Regions from separate parts of the Mus musculus genome. Here all the other regions are linked to region 2. Evidence: chromatin contacts called from public promoter capture Hi-C and targeted proximity ligation data. All regions are on one chromosome and are shown on one strand. The core of a region is the stretch at or near the end of the contact, and the rest is flanking DNA. Distances in the headings are between cores, read along the strand shown. Region 1 holds the start of Sart1 (squamous cell carcinoma antigen recognized by T cells 1). Region 2 holds the start of Cdc42bpg (CDC42 binding protein kinase gamma (DMPK-like)). Region 3 holds the start of Macrod1 (mono-ADP ribosylhydrolase 1). Region 4 holds the start of Drap1 (Dr1 associated protein 1 (negative cofactor 2 alpha)). Region 5 holds the start of Fosl1 (fos-like antigen 1). Region 6 holds the start of Ap5b1 (adaptor-related protein complex 5, beta 1 subunit). Region 7 holds the start of Cst6 (cystatin E/M).

Region 1 (3,001 bases), core at 55-2,554, 920 kb before region 2:
TGTCCTGTGGTGGATCACACTTCAGCAATGCTCTCTTTGCATAGATCCTATGGGCAGACTGTGGGTTCCTGCCACTGGCTACTATTTATGCTCCTCAACATGTTCCTCTGCCCACAACTGAACTACTGGAATTTAGCAGGTTCTATGCCTGACTCTCGTTCTCATTCCACATGTTCTAAGGCACTTCTTTGGTTTCCTGAATACACACCAGCCCAAAGTCACTCTATCTCACTTAAACTGTAAGGTTTCCCATATACACCAAACATAAAGTTCTCCCAAAACTGTGTCATTCTCCCCTGCCTCAAATCTGCTTCTCTTCTAAACTCAGTTCCAACAGATGACACCTCCATTCACCAGGCCAATCAGACCGAATTCCTATTCAATCTGTCCACTTCTCTCCGGCCCGCTGCATAGAGAAACATGCATACTATTAGCCCTCACCTGGTTGCTTGGACCTCCCTCCCGATCTCTTGATCTCTGGTCCTACGTTTGACAAGCTCTCAACCCACTGATCTTCATAAAATATCATGCAATTCAAGTCACTTGCTTACTCAAATCCTTGGCTCCCTACCATCCTCATAACAAAGCCCAAACTTCTCAACAGGGCTTACAGCGCTGGTTCAGACCCAAGCCTATCTTACTGCTTCATGTCTCCGCTATGAGCTATTGGTCGATTGTCTGTACACGCTCGTCCCACCTCATTCACCCACCCAATGCATTGCTGTGAAGTGCCAGGAAGACAGGGAAGGCAGGAAGACTCCTGTCTTCTTAAAGCTTAACGTGGAGACGTCAACGTTTAACCCCAAACACCCGGAGGACGTCTTTAACCCGAGAGGCAGATGGCCCTCGAGGTCCTCCCGTACCCTCCGTCCTGGGCATCCCAAGACCCTGCCCCGCCCCCGGGCCCCGCCCTCACCGGCCTCGTAGCCGTCATCGCGTTTCTCCCGCTTCACGCGCCGCTCCGAGGGCTCCGCTTGGCTTCGTTCGCGACCGTGCGCGCCGCTGCGGGCCTCGGCTTCCGCCCCACGCCGCCCGCTCCCGCGCTCACTCCCACGCTCCCGGCTCCGCTTCCGTCGTTCGCCGCCGCTGCTGCCGCCGCCGCTGCTCCGGTGCTTGTGTTTCTTATGCTCGCGATGCCGTGGCGGCTGCTCGGTCGTGCCCCCAGTCCCGGCCGCAGCCGTCGTCCCGGCCGCCTCCTTCTCGCCACGGTGCTTCTTTGACGACCCCATGATTATTGCGTCCGCCTGGAGCCGGGCCGCTACCCTAGCCCAGACGACGCGAAATGGGAACGCTTCCGGGTCGCGCGACCGCCCCGTTCCTGTTGCCGGAAACTAAGAGGGGCTGTTTCCGGGGCCTGCCTGGGAACCTCCAAAGGCTCACGGGAGGGACTGATTGAGGGTGCGCGGTCCCGCCTGCCAGCTACTGGTCTCTGCGCACGCGCACCTGTAGAGACTGCGCCGTCCACCCTCTCGCGCCATCTAAGATGGTAGTCGTAGAGCCGTAAGAACTTTAGCATGGTACTGGGTCATCATCTCCGGAGCTAGAAGTTTCCCCTGCCTCCTTCCCCTTCCACTCTGATCGCTTCGTGGTGCTCTGTGCCTCAAGTCTCTCTGTGGGCAGCCCCCTCTCCAGTGACTGTCCAAGCAAGCTCCCTAGTGCCGGGGCTCCATCCAGAGTTGGAAAATACTCTTTCTTTTAGCGAACGCTACCGTCATCCTATGTCCCCTAGACTGATGGATTGGACCGTTTTATTATTATTTTTTAGACAGGGGTTTTCTCTGTCCTGGAACTCACTCTGTAGACCAGGCTGGCCTCGAACTCAGAAATCCGCCTGCCTCTGCCTCCCAGGTGCTGGGATTAAAGGCGTGCGCCACCACCGCCCAGCTGGATTGGACCTTTTTAACTAGGCTTTGGAGTGCTCTTTGAATTTGTGCCTATAAACCTGGTGATACTGAGTGATGGTTTGTTTCTAGTTTTCTTTTTTTGTAAAGGTAGGTCTAGTACTTGTTACTTACCCCTGGCTGTCTTCAAACCCACCACAGTCCCTCTGTCAGCCTCTCGTGTGCATGGCCACTCCAGGCTTGAGTGCAAATTCGGCACATTTGTGCATGTATATGCTTTCCCTCCTTTTTTTGTTTTTCCCGTTCTGTCTAGCCTGTTAACTATGTAGCCCAGGCTGGGATTACATGCTTTTCTCGACTTTTCCTGGGTTTCTGTTTGTTTGATTGTTTGTTTAGTTTGGTTGCTTTGTTTTGGGTTGAGTAAAGGGTTAAGGGTTTAAGTTAAGGGTTCACACACTCCCATCTGATAGTCGTTGCTCCTCTCTGGACTTCCGGTGTAGCACCTCGCTGGTGTGGTTTGGTGTGGGGGATGGGCACCTTTGAAGGTCCACCCCGAGACTGAGCGCCTTCAGAGGCAGGGTCCTGTTCACTAAGATTTCTAGGTCCCCTGGCATGTTGGGGAAAGCATGGCAAAGTCTCAGCGGATTCCTTTCCGGTGCCCCACGCCTCAGTAGAGAGACGGCTTGTTGAGAATGAGGTGTAGCCTGGGTTTCCAGGGCGTGGGGGAAACAGCTCAACCTCTGCCACCCACTTCCGCTACCTATCTCCGACCCACAGCCAACTCCCCTCAGAAGTCTCACACTGTACTTGGCCATAAAGCGTTTAATTTTTCTCTCGGGGACTGTAGTCTGGGTCCAGGGTTGGGGAGGGGCGTCTTCCAGGCTGGCTGCTGGTTGGCTCTGTTTTGGGGGGGCTCTGAGAAGAGGGCTCCATTTCTGCTCTAAGTGATCGGTTGCTCCTTAAAGACACAGATGGAGACCAGTGGGCTCCACAGCACCCTCTTCCATGCCCAGTGCAGCCTTTTACCCTGTGATCTAAATCTAAGTCCTATACTTAGTTGCTGTGTAACCCTGAAAAGTGACACCCCCTCCTGCAGTCTCAGTTGTTTGGGGGTTGGTTTTACTGTGAAGTGAATCTTACAATCCCTTCTCTGTACCAGG
Region 2 (2,908 bases), core at 105-2,604:
AGCAGTACGCCTGGGAATTCTGGGTCATTCTTGACTACATAGTGTGTTCCAGATCAGCCTAGTTTATATGAGAGGATAAAAACAACACCAACAACAAAAACCGTAAATCCAAACTCCAGTCTGCCCTCCCTGACCCTCCCTTGGCAGTGCCATGGCATTGAATTTGAATCCTGAGTCTCTTTCCCAGCCTGATAGATCTGGAAAGAAATATATGCCTGTGTTTTCCCCATTTCAAATTGTGGACCTCATGGAGAAGGGGCTTCTGTAAAGATCAAATGAGAGACCTACAGTGGTTGGTTGGTTTTTTTTTTTTTTTTTTTTTGTTTTGTTTTTTTTTTACAGGGTTTCTCTGTATAGCCCTGGCTGTCCTGGAACTTACTCTGAAGACCAGGCTGGCCTGGATCCCAGAGATCTACCTGTTTTTGCCTCCCAAGTACTGGGATTAAAGGCGTGCACTCCCACACCACCACCCCAACATAACCCCTGTAATGTTTCTAGACCCCGTTAGATGGGATTTGGGTGTCCCACTCACTTTGCCCCTGCAAACATTCAGAATGCTTCCTCCCTCAACGCTGATGACTCGATCCTGTCAAGGTCTTCAGCTTGCAGTCTGGAAGGAGAGGCAAGCCCTCTAAGTAGGCCTTTAAACAAGTTGTTCAAAAGACACCAGAGCACCCTTCTCTTTGGTATCTGGCCTGTCACCATCAAGACCAACACAGATGGCCAGAAATAAAAAACCTCCCTGGACACAGCCAGCACCTCCACCTCCTTTGCCTCCATCAGCACATCTCAAACTTCTTGTGCCCTCCACGTTCCAGTTCAGGGCCTTGTTCCCGCCAAAGCCTTGAAAATCAGTCCCATCTAGGTCCACACGAGAATCTAGTTTCAGAGACCCCCTACCCTCAGCCTTCCAAAGCCGCAGTGTATTCATGCTAAATGAGTGTGCCCATCCTACCTCAACTACATGTCTCTGGGTTAGTTTTAAGGATTTAAAGGAGATCAGAAACTTTTGGGGGTAGATGGGTGTGTTGCCTTAGCGCCGCTTTCAAACCGAGGCCAGAGCGGACTACAACTCCCATCCGGCTTCAGGGCCGCAACCGTCCCTAGCCCCTCTGGCCTGGCTAAGGGACAGGCCGCTGGCCGGGTCCCGCGGGAAGTTGCGCTAGGCTCTGTCTAGGTTAGTGTCTCATGAGGGTCTAGGTGGCGCTGGGACTGGGGTGGCACCGTGATCAGAGGGGCCTTTTGCGACCCCAACGGACCCCCTCCAACCCCGCCCAGGAGTTACTTTTCGTGGCCCGCCCTCCCACTTCCTGGACGAGGGTCGGCCCCGCCCCCGCGCGCCTCCGCCTTCCCACCTTCACCTTCAGCCGCGGCTCCCATTGGCCGGCGCGCACCTGCCCGTCCGTCGGGGGCGGGCTTGGAGGGCGGGGCGGGCGACCAGGTGAAGGAGCGCGGGTGGCGACCGAGGAAGGTGACAGCGGGGAGGGCGGGAGGGAGGGGGGAAGCCGCGCAGAACGAGCCACGGGACCACAGACGGACCGCCGGGCGGACGGACGGACGGGGCATGCGGGCGGCCTGGCTCTAGCCCGGGTTTCGGGGCTCCAGCGGCAGCCATGGAGCAGCGGCTGCGTGCGCTGGAGCAGCTGGTACGGGGCGAAGCTGGTGGCAGCCCAGGGCTCGACGGCCTCCTGGATCTGCTGCTGGGGGTGCACCAAGAGCTCAGCAGCGCCCCCCTGCGCCGGGAGCGTAACGTGGCGCAGTTTCTGAGCTGGGGTGAGTGGTCCGGGCAACACCCGGGAAGGGAAGCTGGAGGGACGACAACACCTGGAGCTTTGTGCCCCCAGACCTTTTCCCGGGAGTGGCATATTCCTGAAACTTCCTCATTGTGCTGTATCTAACGCTTGCCGTTGGTCTCCACAGCCCGCTCGCTCACCTGCACCTTACTTCAAACTCCCAGAGACAGGTACATAAGGTACACTTCCCACATACCCTGCTACAGACCCCAGACATGTTGCCAATACACATCTTTCACAACGGTCACCTCATGCTCTACCTAGAACATACATTTAGGCGGACACCGTTTTGTGTGACATAAACATACAGACTTTCTCTATTTCCTCCGTTCTTCAAGAGGACGGGCACTTTGTTCTAGGACCCCTCTCACCTGTCACACACTCAAAAGTCCTCGTCCTTCACCTTGCAGACAAGTCTCCTTACTTCAATCCCTAGCCGGGACCAAGAACCAACCTCAACCCCTTTGGAGGATTTGGGGTCTTGTTAGAAGTGGTTTTATTTGATTCGTCTGAATCCTTGGGAATGGCTGACTTAGGGTGATCCTAAACCCAATGTGGGCACTGGACACATCTGGCCAGGCTTTGGTGAGGAGGGCATGGGAATTGGGCCTGAAACATGGGGTGTTTACCCTGTAGGCGATCAGAGTTCTTGGTGCTCCTGAGCTATGGGCAGACACAAGGCTAGGCCAAATATGGATGGGGGTCTACCAGCCAGTCCTGCCATTTCTTTCTGGGGTGAGAGCAGTTAGACGGCCCTGCCCCCGTTGCCTGCCTGTTTCTCTGTGACTCTTCTGTGTTTTACAAGTGTCTGATTTGTCATCACTCCCACATGACACCTGTACCTGGGTGTGTGCATGTGGCACATGTGTGTGTGTTTACACATATGTGTGTTTCTCCCTGCCTGCCTCTGGCACCTCTGCTTGGGACCCCAACACAGGGCATGTCTGTTGACTTCTCCCGAGGTAACTCCAAGGCCGGGTGTGACTCACGCCTCTCCTGCCCCAACTTGTCCCTGCTCCTGCCCAGAGCCCCCACCCCTTCTGGCAAGACAAAGGTATTAGGCATCCTGTCCAGGAGGTTGGATCTGGGCACCAAGTTTGGCCAATGTGGCTGGT
Region 3 (3,187 bases), core at 377-2,876, 750 kb after region 2:
GTCGTTCGCTTTGCTCTCTCTCCTTTTTGTTTTGTTTCCCAGGAACTAAATCTTTATTTGTAAAGTTTAGGGAGCAAGGCCTGGAGAGATGGCTCAGATATTAAGGTTCACAGTAACAATTTCTAAAATTTTTTTTAATGTGTTTGGGTGTTTTCCAGCCTGTGTGGCTGTGCACTACTCCATGCAAGGCCAGAAGAGGGCGTGGCATCCCTTGGAACTGGAGTTACAGAAGATTTTTGAGCCACCATGTGAGGGCTGGAAATAGAATTCTGGTCCTCTGGAACAGCAGTCAGGGATCTTAACTGCTGAGTCATCTCTCCAGCCCCGGGATTTAAATCCCTCCCCCACCCCCGCTTTCTTTTTAAATAAAAATGTAGAGTCTCACTGGGTAGCTCTGACAACCAGCTCTCAGGTAGGCCAGGCTGGTGTGGAACTGAATATGAAGTAGTGGCTAACCGGGAACAGGTTACAGGCATATGTCATTATGGAATATGAGGAAAAAAAAAATTAGCCGGGCAGTGGTGGCGCACGCCTTTAATCCCAGCACTTGGGAGGCAGAGGCAAGCAGATTTCTGAGTTTGAGGCCAGCCTGGTCTGCAGAGTGAGTTCCAGGACAGCCAGGGCTACAAAGAGAAACTCTGTCTCGAGAAGAAAAAAAAAAAACAACAACAACAACAACAACAACAACAAAAGAAAAGGAGAAAAATAAAGAAGAAAAAAATTATCCTTCTTAGGTCACTACTCTAGTGTTTCTATACACCCACATTTATAGATCCATATTCTCTCTCCTTTTCTCCTTTTTTTTTTTGGTTTTTGGTTTTTGAAGACAGGGTTTCTCTGTGTAGCTCTGGCTGTCTGGAACTCTCTGTAGACCAGGCTAGCCTCGAACTCAGAAATCAGCTTGCCTCTGCCTCCCAAGTGCTGGGATTAAAGGCATACGCCACCACTGCCCGGCTCTTTTTTATATTGATTGTTAGACTGACCTATTGACTGAGACAGGGTCTTGCTATGTGGCTGCCTTGTAAGTCAGGCTGATCCTAAACTTTCCTAAGATCCTCCGCCCTCACCCTCTGGAATGCTGGATTGTAAGTATGCCTTACCATGCCTATTTGACACCTAGGTTTCTTCCTGTCAAATCTCACTAATGTCTTGTGAGCTGCTGTGGAATTCAGTCGGCGCTGCTTGGCTCTTGGAGCTTAAGGGAGGTCGAGCTCTTCAGAAAAGTTGCCCCACCCTAACACATAGGTCCGCGGCACCTATCACCCCCGCCCCACCTTGGCAGGCTGGAACGTGCAGCTGCTGTGGATCAGAAGCAGAGCTGGGTGATGCGGAGGCACCAACACAAGTCCAGGTCTCTCTATGCCTACAAAACACGCGATAGGACCGAGTTTACTTATGAGCCACGGCAACTAGGCGGAAAGAACTAGAAGCCGACTTGGCGGGAAAACCCACGCACGGAGTGCCTTGTCGAATCACCGAGCTTCGGAAGGTTGGCTGCAGCCACACTCGGGAGGACACAGACAGGCTGGGTGCGCACGTGTGTGCTACCAGTGCGTGAGCGCAGTGGGCCGGGACGGAACTACAAGTTCCAGGGTGCCCAGCGGCGCGCCGCCCGCGGTCTCTAAGCAGGTCGCCACGGGCTGGCACGCGCCACTCTCGTCCCAGAGTAAATAAGGGACCGAGCGCGACTCTCCGGAGCACCGTAAATAGAGTCCGAGTGGGCGGGGAGCCGCCCGGCACCGCCTGCTCATGTCGCTGCAGAGCCAAGTGTCCGGCCGCCTGGCACAGCTGCGCGCGGCGGGGCAGCTGCTGGTCTCCCTGCGCCCCTGGCCCGGCCGCTCGGCGGGTGGCCCGCGGCCCCGTGGCAGTGCGTGCGGTCCCCTGGTGGCACTGGGCGAGCACGGCTACTGCGCGTGGCTCTCGGCGGGAGTTGGGGCGTGGGGGGCGGCGGGGCGTGGAGCCTGGGTGCGCACCTGGGCCCCCCTGGCCATGGCCGCGAAGGTGGACCTGAGCACCTCCACCGACTGGAAGGAGGCCAAATGTAAGTGTGAGCGCAGGGCGTGGGTCTCCCCGGCCGAAAGGCACTCCACGAGCAACTGAGACACTCGGGAACCCCTTTAGCCCACATCCATACCCAGCTCCTACACCAGGTTACCCCTTGACTAAACGAGTGGGGAAGGCGGCCTTACCTCAGCAATGGTCCCAGGTAGTCCACACCCCCCACACCCCCAGATCCTCTGGGATCTGCCACCTTCCTCCATGCATGCACAGGAGGGAAACTGAGGCTTAGGGCCAGAGTTCACTTCCCCAAGGTCAGGCTGGGAGTGTGCAAAGGCAAAGTGTAGAAGCTTGGCCTATCAGGTAGGGTCAGGTAGCCCCAAGAATGGCAGCTCGGGGGCCTCTCTGGGAGTATGGTAGGTGCCCGTTTTGCCCTCCTGCTGGCTTCTGGCCCCTTGCCAGCACTTTGCTCCTTCTTGAGGGACTGGGATCATAGAACTTGGAGAGCAGGCTGACATCGGGCGTGGGCTTGTGAGAATCACTGACTCCCTCAAGAATGAAAGTATTTCTCCTCCTGGACGGGCATGCCAGGAAGGGGCCACGGGTCCCGGACGACCTAGTCGCTAACTGGAATGCAAAGTGCAGAGCCCCAAATAGCCCTGAGTGGCAGTCCAGCTGCCCCTGCCTTTCAGCGCCAGTGCTTCCCTTATTATTCCGGGCCGATCCTCCTCCCAATGAGCGGCTAAGGCCATTGGCTGGGCTGCTAGTGGGCGTGACCATGGGGGCTGGGTCAAGCGGGGTTGAAGGTAACCTCAGATTGGTTCCTTTTTAGAAAAGAGAGCTCTCCCTTGTTGCAAGTCTGCCCAGGATCCTAAAGCACTTGACAGTCTTCTTTGGGAGCAATCAGAACTTGCCACTCCCTCAACCTTGGCCGGGAGTTGCGGGGCTCGTCCAGAATTCCAGCAGAGGGAGTTAGTGTTCTTCCTTAGAGTCCTGCTTACCCATGGAGAGCAGCAACCCAGGGAGAGGAGGAGAGTTGGGGCAGTACCACACGTAGTGTACCGTCTGCGTCTATTTCTACATTCCAGCCCTTCTCCCCGTAGCTCCCTTTTCCTTGGTGACCCTGAAAACCAGCCTAACCTGGGAAAGCTGATGGGACCTGAGGTTCCTCAGCTGCTGGACAGACGCT
Region 4 (3,142 bases), core at 584-3,083, 880 kb before region 2:
AGGACCACTCTTTAGACTGTCTCCCTGACTACCGTGGAGACAAGACCTTCTCAGAACAATGTCTTGTGTCTAATGTCCCCTCCCATTCCCTAAGTCAGCCGCCACCATCAAGTGGCCAGGGAAGCAAACCTAACTGGCTATGGGGAGTTTGGCGTGCCCCTTTCTGGTGCTCCTGGGGTGCTCACCTCTGAAAGTGGGCAGGAGGGTGACTGGCTTGGGGTGGAAGCTGTGGTGTCTCTTCTTCCCCATCAGTATCTGTATCCTCAGACTCATCCTGAGAGCACGGAAGGGGTCAGGGTTAATGAGAGGGCCCGGGCCCATCTCTGGGGAGCCCAGACCCTGGGAGAGGAATGGAGATGGAGGAACAAGAGGCAGCAGACAAGGCTGAGGCCATCACCCATCAGCCTCACTCACCTCCTGCTCAGAGTCTGTCCCGGACAGCTTCTTGTCTTTGCCTTTGCTTCCCGTGCCTCCGTTCTTCCTGCCGCTGCTGCCCGGTTTCCGGCCCCTTCGGGAAGGTACAGTCCATCTGCACGAGGACTCTCTCCTCCTGGTTCATCCCCCAGCCACCCCCAACCTTGTGGCCTTGGCCTTCCCCACCTGTATACCGGGTCTTGGCTACCCACCTTCGAGGACCCTTGTCCCCATCCACGTGGTTGTCCTCCCCATCCCCCTGCATGTCAGGCACTGATGCCACCAAGTCTTTCAAGAAGTCAAACTGCTGCTCGAGTTCAATGCACTGCTTCCTAAAGAAGTGGGAAAGGAAGGGGTTCAAATGGGGCCCCCAAAACACTTAGGGAAGGATACAAACAACTTCTTCGTGTCAGTACAGTGGAACGTTAAAAACACCCCTACTTCCACCAGGCCTCCTGGGAGGGCCGGTGGCTCGGATCTGGTTGTATTCCCTGCACCTGAAACACCTAATCTCTCCTGCATCAGTCCAAATCCACAAAGCTGGCCTCCCTGGGCCTTGCACCACTCCCCCTGTCGGAACTCTGCCTCCTCAAAAGCCCCTCCCAGCTCGGCGGCCACTCACAGGTGGGACGTGGTCATGGTTTTGGCATTTCGAGACTGGGTCACCTGGCAAGCCTTCTTCAACAGGGACTCCAGGAAGAGCTCAAGGGCCCGGGCTGAAGACGTCAAGGAGAATCCAAAAAGGGGAGTGCCGCAGTCCCGCCCCACGCCCCTCAGCCCAACCGGCCCCTAGTAGGATACAGATGATGACAGGCACAGCTGCCGCCACCTTCCCAATCTCTTCGTCCGTCTGCATGATCTTTTTGATCCGCGCCTGCCGAAAGGAAGAGGACAGAGCTCGTCTCTTGCGTCCCTAACACGGGGGACAGAGGGAACCGGGGGTATCCCGGGAGAAGGAGAAGAGGGCGGGGGGCGCTAAGTCAGGAGGGCATGGAAGGGGCGGGGCGTCAGGCCGTGAACACCTAAAGGCACCCGCCCCCCCCACCAGCAGGACCTGGGCCCAAGCCTCCCGGGAGCCCTGCCTGCCGGGGCCCATCCGGGCCACGTGCTCACCGGCGGAAACCGCGCGTTATACTTCTTCTTCTTGCTTGGCATCTCGGGGCCTCTCGTTGCGCCGGGCCCAGCGCCGCCGCCCGCAGCCTCCCGGCCCCGGGCCTGTCCGCCGCCGGCCCGCCGCGGTCCCCCCCCCCACCCTCCCCGGGTCCTGGTGCCGTTTACTCCGCCTACACCACTTCCCGCAGGGTCCTAGTGCCGCCCGTAGACAAGCAGCTCCCCAAACTCGAGCGCTGGGCTTCGGATCCTCTGGGGCGGTGCGCGTCCTTCCCCGGGCTCGCCCGCCACGCCCACCCGCCCCCCAAGCTAAAGTACGAACGTTAGCTCCGCCTCCCGAAGACCTGCACCTCCCGGGATTCTCGCGCCGGCTCCGCCCCTGGACGCTGCCCGCCCCTTCCCCTGGAGCCCCCGCCCCTAGCCTTCTGGTTCCGCCTCTGGCCCCGCCCCGTGACTGTGTTTGTCTATAAAGTTGTTGTTGAGGTGGCGGGACCCTAAGATGGCGGCGGCGGCGGCGGCCGTGGCAGGGGCGGGGCGCGGCGGGGGTGGCGGCGGCGGCGGCGGCGGCGCAGCAGATCCCGGGCAGGAACGGAGCCGGGCCCGAAGTTGGGTTGGCGCGGAACGGAGTGAAGGCCGGAGGTGACTGCGGGGTGGCGAGAGGGACGGCAACCCTTAAGCTGTGGGCACTAATGGCGGCGGATGTGGTAGGGCTGGAGCCTGGTCCTCGCGCAGGCCTGGTCCTATCTGGTTCGAGTCTGGATGGTACCCATTGACCCCCTGATGGGCCGCTGCCCTCTCTGGGGCTCAGAGCCTCGGTGTTTCACGGTGCCCCCAATCGTTCACCGGGGGAGGCCTGGCCCTCTACAGCCATCCTCTGAGGTTGGCGACCCTGCGTTTTGCCTACGTCCATTATATTGCAGCGCCGCGCTACCTTGCAGGACTCTAGTCCGGTGGTGTAGCCGAGCCCCGTGCCAGTTCACACTTAAGCTCTGGCGCTCTTTACGGGCATGACCTTGGGCAAGCCCCTTTTCTTAAGAGTTTCAATTTCCTTGTTTGTAAGCAGTGAAAGTAGTACTAACTATAGCTACTCCACCTCAGGCGTCTTATTCTGGAGACAAATCTAGACAGGATCAGTTGTTACCCATTGTGAAGATGAAGCAACTGAGGCACAGACATTATGTCTTGCCCAGGGCCACAGTTTACTGCAGTGCCTGGCACCCTCCAGGACCCAGCACTTTTTATTTACTGTCTCAAACCTCTGACTCAGTTCCCTCACAACAGGATGGAACCAAATGAGGAGCTGGAAGAGGAAGACTCTCCAGGTGGCCGGGAGGATGGCTTCACTGCTGAGCACCTGGCTGCAGAGGCCATGGCAGCCGATATGGACCCCTGGCTGGTATTTGATGCCCGTACCACACCTGCCACAGAGCTGGATGCCTGGTTGGCCAAGTACCCACCATCTCAAGTTACTCGCTATGGGGACCCAGGTTCACCCAACTCTGAACCTGTGGGCTGGATTGCAGCCTATGGGCAGGGTTACACCCCCAACTCAGGGGATGTACAAGGGCTGCAGGCGGCCTGGGAGGCTCTGCAGACCAGTGGGCGACCCATCACACCA
Region 5 (3,169 bases), core at 154-2,653, 860 kb before region 2:
CAGTGAGGCCCACCCCAGACTCAGGAAGGAGACCTCCCCGGGTCACATGGACACAAAGTATAGTTCTATGATGAGATATACTGGCCTCCAGGCCTGAGTCCAAACAGCAGAACCCCAGCCTTTGTTCCCAATGAAGACAGCCCAGGCCTCTGCTTCCCTGAGGACAAGTTTCTTCAGTCTCCATTGAGATGGAAGAAATCAGAGAAAGAGTTTTGGGACCCATGCTCTCCCAGTCTGCCATTCTTCGTGTACGTACAATGTAAAGGCTTGAAGCTCATGGCCTGACTTGGTCACCAGACTCAGCCACTTACTCAGTGGCCTTGAGCAACTCATTTCAATACCTGTCAGCCTCAGTTTTTCCCATCTGAGAAGTGGGGGTTATGATGGCATTTACCTCCTCAGCACACCTGGTCAGGACCTCACCCGTATCAAGGCCTTTCACATACTTCCAAAGTGGGCTGGTGACACACATAGTACTGGAGGAGTGCCTCCAGTCAGACCTTCAGTCAAGAAGCCTTACTGACTGTGTCTCAGGACACCTATGTCCTTCTGTAGGCGCTCTCTGCCTGTAGAGGCCTGGATTAAAGCTTGTGATAGCTCCAGAGACGGTCTCAAACATGTAGCGCCTTCTATCTGTGGGTACACTAAATGCCACTTCACGTAGTATTCAAATATAACAACATTTCATAACCCTGGTTTGTCAATAACCTTTCAGTCTATCAAAAACCTTGACAACAGTTGAAACTGGGTGTGGAGGGGCACATTTGTAATGTCTGCCCTCCACTTGAGAAGTGAAAGCAGGTTATTCTAAGCTACATAAGGAGTTCAAGGCCAACCTGCACAACAAGAGACCCTATCTACAAAAGCCAGGTGTGATGGTGGCACAGTCCAACACTTGAGAGGTGACGGAAGGATCAGGAGTTCAAGGGCAGCCTCAACTAGATACCTGAGACCCTGTCTCAACCAACCTCCCTCCACAAACCACAAGCAAAGCAAACTCAACTAAAGAAACTTCTCACCCCACTTGAGAGGAGCGGTCTTAAGTCAGGACTGCAGACTTGGGTGACAGTTGGAATGATTCTCTCCAGGTAAATAATGATGATGATAATAATAACCCATATTTATAATTCACTTCCCAGCTTTCAGACACTCTCCCCGTTCTTCTTTCTAAGTCTTGGCGCGAGGCCAGGCGGCCACAGGATTTTGTTTCGCCCTGTGTTGGGAACCTTGGCTAGTCTGAACGGGGCGGGGCGCAGTTGCAAGCCCCAACTTCGGCAAGGTGCGTCAGGGGGAATCCTCGGTGCACCTGGGCGCGGCAAGGAAATTGCACCATGTATGGGCAGCTGCGTCAGAGGGGGGCGTGGCCGCCGCGGATGCTAGGGGACGCCAAGTCGGTCGCTTTCTGTCTGTAGAGGCGGCTTGCCACCCGAGCAGAGGGTCGTGAAGTTCCGAGCGGACCGGTCCACAGAGGTTCATCTGGAGAGGTGGGTCCCCTGCGAGGTGAAAGGCGCCGCTGAGACACGCCCCCACCCCCCGTGGTGCAAGTGGTTCAGCCCAAGAACTTTTCATTCATAAAAAAGACCAGACTCCGAGAGGCGCGAGTGAGTCAGAACCGCAGCCGCCAACGCGGACCCTACCGAACATCCAGCCCAGGGCATGTACCGAGACTACGGGGAACCGGGACCGAGCTCCGGGGCTGGCAGCCCGTACGGTCGCCCCGCGCAGCCCCCGCAAGCTCAGGCACAGACCGCCCAGCAGCAGGTGAGACTGGCCGAATCGTCGGGGGGGGGGGGACCTGAGTTTGGACAGCATCAGGGATGCTGGGATTAGTCTAGTTTGCTCCGGGATTTGGACTGGGGCCCCGAGCAGCATCTGACTCTGGTGGTCGCGACCGAGGATCCTGCACGTTCTGTGTGGTCGGGGAACCTATGTACCCGGTGGCCAAGGGGACGAGCGCAGCGGGAAGCGCGAATATCTGCGAATTCCCCTTCTCGCTCGCCCGTATCTCCCTAGCTGACTGTCTTTCTGCCCCTCCGTCTCCGTTACGGTCTTACATTTCCTCCTATCTGCCCCTAATACGCTGTCCCTCTAAATACCTGCCCCATCCCTGCCTGGACAGGATCAGAGGTGTTCTCCATCTCCAGTTAATAACTGGGACCTGGGGTCTGGGCACATAGAGACGGGGTCCATCAGAACTCAGCCGGGACAGAGAATTCTTAGCAGCCTGTCCGAGGCTGTCCGTGTGTTGCTCTGGTTGTCCGTGTCCCTTTATCCGGTCAAGTCCTCATCTCTTTGTGCGCAGTATAGAGCCCATGGGCCCCAGGCAGTGGTTCCGAGGGGTTCCTGGAGACCACGAAGTGTTGGGATGTGCGCGGGGTCACCTGCCCGGCCACACTCGCGCTCCACATTCTCGGCACCCGACGTCTCTCACTGCTGGATAGGGGCACTTGAGAGGTTGCAGGTGTCCATTTCCTGTCGAGGGGCCGCGAGCACGTGTCGCCAGGGGAGGGAAGGAGCTGCGTCCGTTTCGCCGAGTCACAGCGGGCCGAGTCACTGAGGCTGAGTCACCCTGGGTGCCCCTCCCTTCCTGGCCCCAAACGGCCCCTAAGGACCGACGACCTGGGAGCGAGAGATGCCCCTGGCAGTGCTTCTAGCCCAGAACGGGGGTCACTGAGATGCTGGGTCCCCCAGTATTGGGCTGGGGACATAGCTGTCCAGACTTGCCTAAGCATGTGAGGTGCTTCCTGGACTGGAGGGGCCCCACATCCTTAGCTCACAGAGCTTGAACCCAGTTTTCTCTCCCAGAACGCTGAGCCCCCACCCCCACCGACACTCAATCCCAACACATGCCTCAGATTTCTGCAAGAAAAGGAAGGAAAGGATGCCAGACCCCTTATAGGAGGCTTTTACTCTCTTCACTTTATTTCATGGACTTAAAAAACCCCATCAATTTTGAACTTTCAAGTTTTTAAGTCGACAGCTAGGCATGCATTTAATCCCAGCATTCAGGAGGCAGAGGCAGGCAGATCTCTGGGAGTTTGAAGCCAATTTGGTCTACAAAGTGACTTCCAGGTCAGCTAGAGCTACATAATAGAGATCCTGTCTCAAAACTTAAAAAATAAAAAACAAAAACAAAAGCCGATTAAAACTCTGATTTCTGAGCTATGAG
Region 6 (2,783 bases), core at 72-2,571, 740 kb before region 2:
CTTCTTAAACAGGAGTCATCACTCCCAATTTATAGATGGGGAAACTGAGGCACCTAGAGGGAAGTGGTTTAGAGCTGTCGCCTGTGAGTCAGCTGTGGAGCCAGAGCCCAGAAGAGCAGAGACCAGGTCTTCTAGCTCCCCGTGCCTCCCCCAACGCCCCCATGTCTCCATTCTCTCTTCTTCTACCCTTGTTCTGGGGGCCCAGGCAGTCTTCTTTTTAGGACCCTACCTCACCACTCTCATCTGCAGCCAGGTCAGGATAAGGGGCTAGGAAGGAACTTGGGCCACCCAAAGGGACAAAGACAAAGAAATAGCCAGAGGCTAGCAATGGGGGCTCAGGTGTTTCATCTTCAAAGTGGCTAGCAGGAGGCTTTATAGGACGGTGAGTATGAGATTTGGACGACAGAAGGTCTGAGCCCCTGAAACTAGCGGGCCAGTGAGCACCCACAGCCTGGGACTCGCCAACAAGCCCAGATACAGTCCTCTGGACTCTAGTAGGTAGCGTGTGTACTACTTGGCCAGAAGTCTGGCAGCCCGGCCGTTGTCTTCTCAAGCCTTGGTTTCTCGGTTCATATTAGGTGTGTTACGAGCTGAGTGACCCTCCAGGCCCCGCCAACACGCACACCTAGAGTCAGGATCCCGTTGTGTTTCGGCTTCGCTGCGTCTTAAGGTCCCGCCCTGCTCGCTCTACTCTAGCGCGCCCGACCCCTGTAGGCAATCCGTGCGACTTCGGGCAAAGGTCAGCAGCTACCATCCGGCTGCGACCCTGGCCCCGGGTCCTCGCCTCCAAGCAGAGCGAGGTGGTCCCCCCCAGCACCCCCGACGCCAGGTCAGCGTTGAGGACGCCAAGCCAAGCCCTGCGGCGCCGGTTCGACCGGTCCCGCAGTGACCCACGCCTTGCTCTTCCTGCTCTGCCCTGGGACTGCGCCTCGCGCGCCACCCAGCGGCCGCCCGAAGACCCGCATTCAAGCAGCCGGGCCAAGCGCGCAGTCACCGGGCCCGGGCGGGAGGACTGGGGGACGCGCTGGCCGCCTTCCCGATCTGCCCAAGCCGCTGTTCTGCTCCAGGGCCTGGGAACGCAGTTCCATCGGGGAGCGGACCGGGAGCCCGGCCCACCAAACCCCGCCCCTGCCCGTGCCTGCGGCAGTTTCGGGGCAGGGGGCCTGCACGGCGAGACAGTTACTCAGACCTGGCGAAACCGGCGAGTCGGCACCTGCCGGCCTGGCGGGCGTGGCAGGCGGAGGCTCCGTTACGCCCCGCCCCCGGGCTCGCCCCGTCCCGGCCGCCCACGCGCCGAGCGCCGCGCCCCGCCCCGGCCCGCGCCGCCAGCCTGCCAGCCCGGAAGGAGCCGACCGAGCGCCCGCGGCAGCTGACTCAAGCGGTGAGAGAGGCCGACCCGTTACCACGGGCGCCAGGGGCGCGAGCGACGCTGTGGTTTCGATGCCCTTCGTAGGCGGGAGGCTTAATGAGCTCTCCGCACGCACCTTCTGGGCACCCCCACCCCGATCCTGCGGGTCCTATCCTGCAGGGGCCCGGGCTGTTGCTTCCGGCATTATCTCCGAAGCCTCCAGAGTTCATCTCGGGACCTAGGCATTGGGGGGCGGGGAGGGGTCTGCAAGACGGCCCTAGGGTAACAGCAGCCCCTCGGGAAGGTGGAGGACCTGGGCGCCCTCTAGTGGCCGTAAAGGCCTGCGCGTCGTCCTCGCCTCGGTGTCTGATGCTCTCTTCCCTTTACAGAGAAGTGGATGACTGACCATGGGGCCCCTAGGTCGAGAAGCCTGGGCCCAGCGCCTGGGGGCCTTCCGAGCCAGCCCATCCGCCTTTCTGGCAGGTGCCGAAGGTGAGGATTTGGGTCGCGACCTGTTGAGTGACCTAAGGAGTGAAAAGCTAAGCGAGCAGACCAAGGTAGGTCCTGCCCGTGTGCCCTGCCGTGGTCCATATGGTTGCTTCATACTACCGCATGCTGAACTCAACGAGTTCCTCTTAAATCCCCCATCTCAGGTTTCCTTACTGACACTGAGCTTGGAGTACTCTGATAAACTTTGGCCTGATGCACCTGCCGCGGAGGCTGCTGCCACTTCCCTGTTGGACACGCTTGTCCTCCTGCCCACAAGACCTTCAGCTCTCCGGAGGCTCCTGTTGTTGGCAGCCACTACAGCCCTGGTGTCAGGAGATGCTCTCGGACCCACTTCGGGAGCTTCCTGCCGGCTTCTGCCCTTACTTCTTGGCTTAGCTTCAGGCCGAGACTTGGGACGAAGCTTTGGAACCCCTTCAGAACAGCGCCATCTACAGGCCACAGCCTGTGAATGCCTTGGAGAACTTGAGCGCTGTAAGCCTGGGCTGCTGGCCGGCGCCCTGGGGATGCTGCGGAGCCTCCCAGGGCAAACAGGTCCCATCCAGCCTGTCAGCCTGCTTCTGGCCCTTGTTCTACACGACACCTTGGTGGTACAGTCCAGGTCTGGGGCTGGCCTGCAAGGCCTGCTGGTGGCTGAGGACTTCTCCACTGGGAGTTGTCCCTGGGACTGGACCCTGGCTGAGGAATGGGATGCCCATCTTAAGCCCCAGGGGCCCAGCTGGCCCACAGCTGGGGAGGAGGAGCGTGGCTTTCCGGTTCTAGAGCCCAGCCCCGAGGACGCCCGAGAGCTGAAGGCTGCCGTGGCCCAGCTTCTGGACACTTCCTATCTGCTCACTCCTGTGGCTCAGGCTCAACTTCTGTGGCTGTTGGGCTGGGCCCTCCGGGGTCTTCGGGGACAGCCACCAGTGCTTTTCAAGCCACAGCTGGT
Region 7 (2,815 bases), core at 256-2,755, 960 kb before region 2:
GACAAGGAGGGTGAGGTTGGCAGCAACCTCCTCCTCCCAGAAGTCAGCCCCCCTGACGGCCACGTCTCTCTGGAGCCGGGGACAGACCATGAGTGGTCCCAAAACATGGAATCAGAAGGCAGGAGATGCTCCCAGGTTTATCTCAGGCAACTCCTACCCCACGAGGAATCCCCAGTCTCTCTTCTGCACTCCACCCTGGCCTGAGTCATACAAGAGCCAAAGCGAACAGGTGGAGCCAGGCTTCTGCCTGACCAGATAGACTGGTCAGGATAGACAAGCTAAGGGCCTCAGACCCTGCATGGGGTTGGGATGGGGTCGGTGCTGTTACCTCCTGCTGCCCCCCTGCAGCCAGAGGGCAGGTGGTGAGGTCCATGTGTTCTCCAGAGACTCTGGTCTTTCGGCACTCTGTGCTTTCTATGTCCAAAGTCAGGTAGTACTTGATGCCAGCCACCAGCTGGGAACCAAACAGGGCAGGTGAGAGATGCCTGGGAGTCCAACCTGTGTGTCTATGCTTTCCCTCCCTCTAAGAGTCTCCACTCTCCCAGGCAAATGCAACCCTCTGACCTACATATTCAGACCTGGAGTGGAGGCAGGAACTTCTGTGTGTGAGCAGAGCCCTAGGCTGGGCAAGAAGCTGGAGAGCTCCTGTCTGCGGCTAGACTGTAAAGGTGAATGGTATGTGGCACCTACACTGGGCCCTTCCACTCCACCTGGCAGGTTGGGGAAGTGAGGTTAGTTATGCCAAAGGAGGCTGCATCCTGCATTTCTTTGATAGTTAGATAGCGCTGCTTCCAGAGGACTTTACTAATCTGTTTTGTTTTGAAGTATTTCATAGAAAGGTCTGGGGGTTATGGTTGGTTTTAGTGCCCCCTTGTGTTTGGTAGCAAGCTAAGCAGCTCTCTGTTTATCTCCTGTCTCCTGTCACCTGTCCTCGGTCCCCCTGTCCCTGTCCCTCTCCAAATTGTCCCTCTCCACAGCCACTCTGTTCCATAACCTGTCCCACAACCTCTGTCCCAGCCACCGCACCTGATATTTTGCATCGATGACTTTGGTGTCTCGGAAGTAGTAGAGGCTGTCGCTGCCCATATTGTAGCTGGCCACAGCTGCCTGTGCGGCCTTTTGCACCCGCGGGTCGGTGGGTGACAAGTTCTGGCGTTCTCCGGTCCTGCGGCTCCGCAGCTCGGCGCGGGCGTCAGGTGACAGGGTCAGGAGGCAGAATGCGAGCAGGCCAAGGCCCATCGCCAGCGGGAAGTGAGGACGCTCCATAGCCGCGGATTCAGTGTCTGGACTTCCATCCTGCGCGGCTTTTACAGCCTTCGCGGGCCCCTCCCGGCCCCGCCCAACGCCTGCTTGTTTCCTTAGCAAGCCTGGACCAGCTTGCAGGTGCCTGGAGGCGGGTGCACCTCCCCTACCTACGCAGTGTAAGAACCAGAGATGGCACACAGGTCCCAGAACCTCTACGTGTAGAGATGCTGGCCTATCATTCCTATCTCCCAGGAGGGAGAGAACAGTTCATACCAGGGCCCTGACGTTTGAGTTGCCAAAAGCAATTATATGGTTACATTCTTACTGCTATCATTTTATCATTTCCTTTTCTCTTTCTTTCTTTCTTTCTTTCTTTCTTTCTTTCTCTCTCTCTTTCTTTCTTGTTTGTTTGTTTGTTTCGAGACAGGGTTTCTCTGTGTAGCTCTGGCTGTCCTGGAACTCACTTTGTAGACCAGACTGGTCTCGAACTCAGAAATCACCTGCCTCTGCCTCCCGAGTGCTGGGATTAAAGGTGTGCACCACTATCATCCGGCATTGCCACCATTTTCTTATCGTGCCATTTTTAGAGAAATTATAACTCCCAGCCTGCATTTCTTCTTCTGAAAAATAAATGCTATAAGGATCGATGAACTGACACAGGTAAAGAGCCTAAGAGAGGCCGGGTGCCATGCAAACAAACGGTGGGTGGGTAGGAGTCCTTACTACTCAAGCCGGCACTACTGTCCCTCACAGCCATGGTGGACCCGGTTGGCTGACCCTTTCACTTTGCAGAGGTGGGACGCCATGGCACAGAAGGGAGAAGTAATATGTGCAACGATTTCAACTGGTCCCTAGTAAGTAAGTATACTGAAGAGCCTAAGTCGTGTGTGTGTGTGTGTGTGTGTGTGCTATAAAATAAGATCTTGTGTGTCCCTGGCTGACCTTGAATTTCATAGCTCAGGATGACTTTGAACTCCTGATCTCCCTGCTTCTCCCTTCCAAGTGCTAGCATTACCATCATATTTTATTTGGTGCTGAGAACAGAATGCAGGGCTTCATGTGTGCTAGAGACAAGCACTCTACCAACTAATATCCCTAGCCTCATTTCATTTTGCTGGGCTTGAACCTAGGGTCTTATGCATGCTGGGCAAACACTTCACCTGCAGCCCTCGTTTTTTTTGTTTGTTTGTTTGTTTGTTTGTTTTGTTTTCAAGACAGGGTTTCTCTATGTATCCCTGGCTGTCCTGGAACTCACTCTGTATGTAGACCAGGCTGGCCTCGTACTCAGAGATCTGCCTGCCTCTGCCTCCCAAGTGCTGGGATTAAAGGCATGCGCCACCATGCCCGGCATGCAGCCCTCGTTTTACTCCTTATCTCTAGATAGGGACTTGTTGATCACCCAGGCTGACCGTGAAGCCCTTGCTCTGTAGACTGCAGGCCTTGAGTCTGTGGCTTCCCAGCTTCAGCCTCCTGGCAGGGATTACAAGCCTGTGCTACCAGGTCAAGTTCTTGTCTATGTTCTTAGCTCAGGCTGAGTTTGAAAAGAAAGACTTGCCTCCGAAGAGGGGTG

The links. Promoter capture Hi-C pulls out the DNA fragments that hold promoters and counts their contacts.
Region 1: a contact with region 2 is called in a promoter capture Hi-C map of liver, with 2.7 times the contacts expected there. A contact is called at or near these places in 2 of 39 promoter capture datasets (liver and pre-B cells).
Region 3: a contact with region 2 is called in a targeted proximity ligation map of pancreatic cancer cells.
Region 4: a contact with region 2 is called in a targeted proximity ligation map of pancreatic cancer cells. A contact is called at or near these places in 1 of 39 promoter capture datasets (neutrophils) and 2 of 130 datasets of targeted methods (bone marrow-derived dendritic cells and pancreatic cancer cells).
Region 5: a promoter capture Hi-C map of liver shows a contact between it and region 2, with 2.3 times the contacts expected there. A contact is called at or near these places in 2 of 39 promoter capture datasets (liver and neutrophils) and 2 of 130 datasets of targeted methods (bone marrow-derived dendritic cells and pancreatic cancer cells).
Region 6: a promoter capture Hi-C map of liver shows a contact between it and region 2, with 2.8 times the contacts expected there. A contact is called at or near these places in 1 of 39 promoter capture datasets (liver), 1 of 484 Hi-C or Micro-C datasets (B cells), 2 of 130 datasets of targeted methods (bone marrow-derived macrophages and large pre-B cells) and 1 of 9 other capture datasets (embryonic stem cells).
Region 7: a contact with region 2 is called in a targeted proximity ligation map of pancreatic cancer cells. A contact is called at or near these places in 3 of 130 datasets of targeted methods (bone marrow-derived dendritic cells, bone marrow-derived macrophages and pancreatic cancer cells).

Annotation. Positions count from the first base shown.
Region 1 is chr19:5,387,399-5,390,399 of GRCm38.p6, forward strand. It overlaps Sart1 (squamous cell carcinoma antigen recognized by T cells 1), which reads right to left and starts at 1,305. Exons shown (of 20, transcript NM_016882.3): 1 at 917-1,305. The coding sequence starts at 1,229. It overlaps D330050I16Rik (RIKEN cDNA D330050I16 gene), which reads left to right and starts at 938. Exons shown (of 1, transcript NR_033224.1): 1 at 938-2,671. It overlaps Tsga10ip (testis specific 10 interacting protein), which reads right to left. Exons shown (of 8, transcript NM_001373978.1): 8 at 2,649-2,799. The coding sequence ends at 2,664.
Region 2 is chr19:6,305,103-6,308,010 of GRCm38.p6, forward strand. Cdc42bpg (CDC42 binding protein kinase gamma (DMPK-like)) reads left to right here and starts at 1,355. Exons shown (of 37, transcript NM_001033342.1): 1 at 1,355-1,773. The coding sequence starts at 1,614. It overlaps Gm52380 (a long non-coding RNA gene), which reads right to left and starts at 1,444. Exons shown (of 3, transcript XR_003952842.1): 1 at 1,362-1,444; 2 at 533-610.
Region 3 is chr19:7,055,142-7,058,328 of GRCm38.p6, forward strand. Macrod1 (mono-ADP ribosylhydrolase 1) reads left to right here and starts at 1,627. Exons shown (of 11, transcript NM_134147.4): 1 at 1,627-2,041. The coding sequence starts at 1,750.
Region 4 is chr19:5,423,146-5,426,287 of GRCm38.p6, forward strand. Drap1 (Dr1 associated protein 1 (negative cofactor 2 alpha)) reads right to left here and starts at 1,834. Exons shown (of 7, transcript NM_024176.2): 1 at 1,528-1,834; 2 at 1,216-1,288; 3 at 1,037-1,130; 4 at 627-746; 5 at 415-508; 6 at 186-274. The coding sequence starts at 1,569. It overlaps AI837181 (expressed sequence AI837181), which reads left to right and starts at 1,999. Exons shown (of 2, transcript NM_134149.2): 1 at 1,999-2,163; 2 at 2,806-3,142. The coding sequence starts at 2,024.
Region 5 is chr19:5,446,295-5,449,463 of GRCm38.p6, forward strand. Fosl1 (fos-like antigen 1) reads left to right here and starts at 1,404. Exons shown (of 4, transcript NM_010235.2): 1 at 1,404-1,761. The coding sequence starts at 1,657.
Region 6 is chr19:5,566,703-5,569,485 of GRCm38.p6, forward strand. Ap5b1 (adaptor-related protein complex 5, beta 1 subunit) reads left to right here and starts at 1,322. Exons shown (of 3, transcript NM_001362046.1): 1 at 1,322-1,381; 2 at 1,738-1,905; 3 at 2,002-2,783. The coding sequence starts at 1,756.
Region 7 is chr19:5,348,069-5,350,883 of GRCm38.p6, forward strand. It overlaps Cst6 (cystatin E/M), which reads right to left and starts at 1,506. Exons shown (of 3, transcript NM_028623.5): 1 at 1,027-1,506; 2 at 329-454. The coding sequence starts at 1,266.